Regions from separate parts of the Mus musculus genome. Here region 2 is linked to region 1. The links are chromatin contacts, called in public Micro-C maps. All regions are on one chromosome and are shown on one strand. The core of a region is the stretch at or near the end of the contact, and the rest is flanking DNA. Distances in the headings are between cores, read along the strand shown. Region 1 has its middle 15 kb from the start of Gm36735. Region 2 overlaps Chchd6 (coiled-coil-helix-coiled-coil-helix domain containing 6).

What was found. Hi-C and Micro-C count contacts between places; a contact is called where the count stands out from the background.
Region 2: a Micro-C map of the G1E-ER4 cell line shows a contact between it and region 1. The contact joins two enhancer-like sites. A contact is called at or near these places in 3 of 484 Hi-C or Micro-C datasets (the G1E-ER4 cell line, large pre-B cells and nephron progenitors) and 1 of 9 other capture datasets (embryonic tail).

Annotation. Positions count from the first base shown.
Region 1 is chr6:89,256,922-89,259,621 of GRCm38.p6, reverse strand. No RefSeq gene overlaps it. Among named protein-coding and RNA genes, the nearest start is that of Gm36735, 15 kb to the left of the region's middle. Within about 2 kb of position 1,316, at least 80 of the 459 cell types and tissues checked have an H3K27ac peak or open chromatin away from gene starts, as enhancers often do. A contact at or near this core is called in the G1E-ER4 cell line, where this site is marked.
Region 2 is chr6:89,536,889-89,539,588 of GRCm38.p6, reverse strand. All of the region lies in intron 4 of Chchd6 (coiled-coil-helix-coiled-coil-helix domain containing 6), which reads left to right. Among named protein-coding and RNA genes, the nearest start is that of Chchd6, 57 kb to the left of the region's middle. Within about 2 kb of position 1,333, at least 6 of the 459 cell types and tissues checked have an H3K27ac peak or open chromatin away from gene starts, as enhancers often do. A contact at or near this core is called in the G1E-ER4 cell line, where this site is marked.

The sequences.
Region 1 (2,700 bases), core at 67-2,566:
TTTTCCCGTCACCCCTTTCTCCGTGTGGCAGCGCTGGCCCTCTTGGGCCCCTCTCTGCCATCACGCCAGCTCTTCTCTCCTCCTTCAGAGTTTGACCTAATTTCCACTCTGTCATTTTCTCCTCCACGCTGTGTCAGTTTCCCTAGGAGCTCCCAGGAACCCCAGTCCCAGCTAGCCATCTGCTCCTCCTTTCTCCTCTCTAGAGGGGATTCTGGTATAGCTTAGCCATCCCTGGGGGACTCAGGAGCAGCCCTGCCATGTACTAACCCTGACAGAAGGCAGGTTGGATGGCGATGGAACTCAGACCTGTCCAGGTAGGGTAGCTCATCTTAGATAAGAGCAGGCCCTAATGCTGGATGCTGGACACCTAGACAGCTGCTTTTGCAGAAGTGGGCAGCTTGATTCCAGCATGCTGCATCCCTGGCTTTCTGGGTCCCTTTAGTAAGCTCTGAACCTCTTATAACAGCACCGCCGCTCTACCCCAGGCCTCTCTTCCAGGTTCCCATTGCCATGATATCCTGTGGCCAGCGTAGTACTCCAGCCATCCAGATGGACTCCACTCTGTGTGAGGATCTGAATGAGGCCAAGCTCTGGGGAGCACATGAGTAGTACCCCACCCAGAAGATGAGCAGTGTCTGTCTCAGAACCCCTGGCCTGGGATCCGGGCCGGGGCCTCAATACACACAGTCACACAAATGGAGAAACCAGGCCTTCCGTAGACTATCTGCTTCCCCTATGAGCTGGAGACAGAGCCACCGTAGGCTCAGTCTTATCCTTGGAGTCCCTGGTAGGTGGAACTCCAGGGTGCAGGTTTCTAGAGACTTGTGGTCTTTCATGGTGTTTAACTTTAGTCTCCCTGATTCTTAACCCTAACCCAACCTTGGGGGAGTTCCCAAGTTACCTTCGGTCATGGTGTTTTAGAGCAGTAATAGAAAGCAAACTTTAATTTACTTCAGTTTATAACTAGCAGTCGACCATGAATTGAAGGCAGAGCCAGTATCCAAGGCAGGAACCCAGGGGCAGGAGCTGAAGAGGCTGTGGAGGAACACTGCTTGCTGACTTACTCCTCAGGCTGACATCCAGGTACATTTCTTCGACCTCCCAGGACTACCTGCCCAGGGGTGCCACCACTCATAGTAAACTGGGCCCTTGTACATTAACCATTTAGAAAATGCCTCACAGACTTGCCCACAGGCTAATCTTACAGCAAGCATCTTCTCAGTTGTGGTTCCTCTTTCCAGATAACTCTAGCTGAGTCAAAATAACAAAACTAATCAGGTCACCAGGCCTTAAGTCATCTGCCACAGCCCTGCCCCGCCTGCCCCAGCTCCAGCCCAGCTCTTCTCGTTGTTGCAGACACTGCAGAACAACAGCTACAGCTACTGTAGAAAGACTACGGTGCCTTCCTGGGCTCCCAACACTAATCAGCCAAGGCTGACCTGGAAGCCCAGTCAGGTCTGGCTTTCTTGAGCACAGAAGTCTATGTCCACCTAGGTGAACAGCAGCAAGATGAGAGAGGAGCCTATCTCAAGCCAGCAGCCTGCCTGTGGCATTCCCAGCCTCCTCACCCTGACTCCAGTGTCTGCAGTTCTGCTATTCAAGCACCGCCGCCCCCCCCCCCCAGCCCAATATCCTGCTCCTAAACCAGCCTCCAGGGAATTCAGGGTCTGGACCCAGCCCCCCTGCTTGCCCCTGGCCAAAGGTTCTGTAGCCACACAAGGACTTCATGGAGCTGCATGTCCCTTCAGGGTTGACACATCCCTTGTGGCATGTGGTATCATCATTATACAGCATTCCAAAGCGCAGATGCTGTCAGGAGCACTGGAAGAGTTTTAATTAGTGGATAACGTTCAACACTCCAGAGACTTCATGTGAAGTCATAGATGGCCAACTTCTCTGGAACCACTGGGAACAGGAGCCACACTGGCAAGTGGCAAGCCTGTGCTGGGTGGAATTGGTACTTAGACAGGATGTCATTACGTGAGCCACAGTTTCCTGACTTCCTGCAGTAGGCTACACCCAGGCTGGCTTCTGCCTGCACACCATACCGGTGTAGCCCTGTTGAGTTTGCGTGGTAGCCACTGGGGATGGCTACACATCCTCCAGAGGACTGACCTGTAAAACTGTCCATCCACGTATTTCCTCTACTTCTCCCTGGGCTTAACTTTCATCACAGGCCTCTGCGGTCCTTCTTTTCCAGAAGGGGTTTATTACTTACTCACATTTGGAATAGGCCCGGCCTTATGACTTGGTTTAGCCAAGGGGCACTGGGAAACATGCATAAGAACTTGCTGTCTGCAGAGGCTGCCATGGAGTGAGCCAGCCAACCATTGTAGGAGGATGAGAAGCTGAGGCTCAGCTAGGGAGCCTGGGCGTGAGCAATGGCCCCATCTATTAATCAAGGTATGGGAGAGCCTGGTAGAGCTGGGTTAGGTCTGTACCCAGATGCCCAGAGCTTGGTTCTTTTGAGCCTTAAGCTTCTAGACGGTGTGTTACATGATAGAAACTTGCTGATTCATTATGTTTATGTCACAGGTCAGCTGATTCTGCTGGAAAAAGGAAGTTAGGGCTCCTTTTCACGCTGGCCTTTTCCAGTACCAGCAGAGGATCTCAGGGCCCCTCTGGTTCTGTATGATGGGGTTCGCTTTCTAGTACCAGGCCCCTGGGAAGACTTCTGGGGGTCGCATCATCCTCTGCTGG
Region 2 (2,700 bases), core at 84-2,583, 280 kb before region 1:
TAGTGATTCAAGAGCTTGCTGTGCATACCTGGGAACCCAAATTTGCATCTCTAGCCCCCATGTAAAAATCCTGGTGTAATGGGCTGCATCATGTTCTTGTTCTTCCATTGTTGGGAGGTGGAGACAAGCAGGTCCTGGAGGCTGCTGTCTAGCTCATCTAGCCTATGAGAGATCCATCTCAAAACCAAGGTGAAGAATGATCCAGGAAGACACAGAGTGTTGACTTCAGCTCTCTACAGGTATGTGCACAGGCACATGTACTCATATACTTGTGCAACACACACACACCAGTATGGTTATGGAATTATAGTGGAAATTATTTTTTGGCTGAATATTTGATAACAGTAGGACAGGGAGCATTTATAGCATTTTTTTAAACTGGCTGATATTTTGGTTTTATAATCAACAATGTTGAGAACTTGTAAACAGGACAAAATGGCAGAATTATGTTTGAGGCCATTTCAGAAATTGTTGAAGACTGTGCCCTAATCCTAAAATTCCTTTAACGGTGTTTTAGGAAATACAACTCAGCAACTTAGACAGCAATTTTTAAGCTCAAACATTCTAACACAATTCAATCTAAAGACATACTGATTTGCTACTTATATGCTGAGGAATGCTGGTAGGAAAACATTGAAAGCTGTTGTTTTCTGTAACTAATCCATTTTGCTTCTATAAGAACAGTACGTCCATTGAGGAAGCTGAAGGGTTTCAGACTCTTCATTGGTGGTGTGTCGTGTAATGATACTGTGTGTTCAGAACCAAAGCTACAGTGACATCAGCCATGTGATATCTTGAGTGCTGCCAAGCTACCTTGGGTTCATTATGCATTTGATTTTGAATTAGTTTTTGGTCATTACAAACCTTTCACTGTACCACTCCATATGTAGTTGTGACCCACAGTTTAAGCAGTGGGTTCTGGTGGTATTCTGAAATCAGAAGCAATAGAAACCCCATGTATAAGCCTTCTGATGTGGCTGCTCCTACAGATGTCTAAGGGGACTTGGTGCTGAGTCATGAGGCCTTTGGTCAGACAGCCTTCCTTTTATCACAGAGTCATCTTCTGGTTTTGTGCTAGCTGGTTGTATAATTCTAGTATACTACCAGAAAGAATAGGAAGGCATGAGTCTACTGCATTGGTGCCTCTTTTAAAAAAATTTTTTTTTTACTTAAATTGTAAAGATTTGGGACAAATACCATCAGTTCCTTTCACACACACACACACACACACACACACACACACACACACACCCCATGGTGAGGAAGTAATGTATTGCCTATCAGCTATAGTCTAGTAGTCTAGTCAGGAGATAGAAACCACAGCCATCTCTGGAACAGAGGGAATTTGATAAGAGGGGGCAGGTTGTTAGCAGGTTCCTGAGCGAGTAGGAAGACTCTAGTTGTAGATTCCCTTGAGTGACAGGCAGCTGCATAAGCTGAATTGGGATTTACTACCATTGAGGGCCAGGTCAAAGAATCTAGCAGAGACCAGAGATGAGAGCCATGGCCTAAGAACTCAGTATTGTCTCATGATGGGTGCTGCCTTGTGCGTAGGTGGGGTGTGAGACCTGAATGTACTCTGTACTGAGTTGTTTGGAGATTGCTGTTCTTTGAATAGTTCAGACATCTCACCATAGAGAGTATGCTTTTAAGCTGTAGATGTTTCTGTTTTGGTACAATATGGCTTCCTAGTTGCATTTTGCACATGTATAGTTTAATTCATTTTGTATGCTGGTAACCATGTTGAACACTACCATGCAACTTCAAGAGAGAGCCCCAGAGCATATTCCCAGAGTAGTTTGGATTATAGCTGATATATCAGCTATAACACATCATCTGTGAGGCACGTCTCCAGTAACCCAGGAACCTGGAGGGTACATTTGTTAGGTATTGATAGAAATAGCCATGTGTTCTATATGGTTAGTGCTCACCTCCTGCCAGCTGGTAAGTAGTGGCTAGCACTGCATCTAGAGTTCTAAGATGAATGTTTTCAGTCCTTCACTATTGACTTTTGTTGGTGGTGTCTTACCTGAAGTGTGTTTTTCTTTGTGGTGATAAAATGACTGTATTCTTTCTTACAGGTGGTAATGTGTTAGGTTCGTTTGGGTATAATGTTCTTCTTAGATTGGGAATCCTAGGACAGGGATAAAGTGAGGACAAACACAGCATCAGACTTTGTCAAGCTTCAGAGTCCTTCCTGCCCTCATCATTGGCTACCTGTTACCTGCCTGCCTTGGCCGACCACCTCCACAGCAGCCTTATCTGCCCTCCAGGCAGCTCTTTTTCTCCTCCTTGAGACCTACCCATTTCCTAAGGTTCCTACCTTGCTAGGCTTCTACACTGAATTCTAACTAGAGTCTGATCTCCCCAAGGCATGGAGGCCCCAAATCAGCACTTGAGGTTAAAGCCAAACATGGTGCAGCTAGCTGTGGGAGGCTCTGGGAAGGAAGTCTCGTGAAGCAAGTTGGGAGAATCCCCGTTTCAGCAGCAAATCAGACCAGGTGTGTTTTCAGCAGAGTTTTCCTTAGCAGATCAGTACTTTGTTCAGCAGTTGGTTAGAGCAGGTGGAATCGCAGCAGGGTTTGGGGATAGGTTGAAGGAAGAGTTCTGATGACCAAATGCTAGACTCGGGAGTGTGGGAAAATGTCCTCTAACAGAGCCAGGGACTGGGGCTGTTGATGAACCTTTTCTGCTTGCACA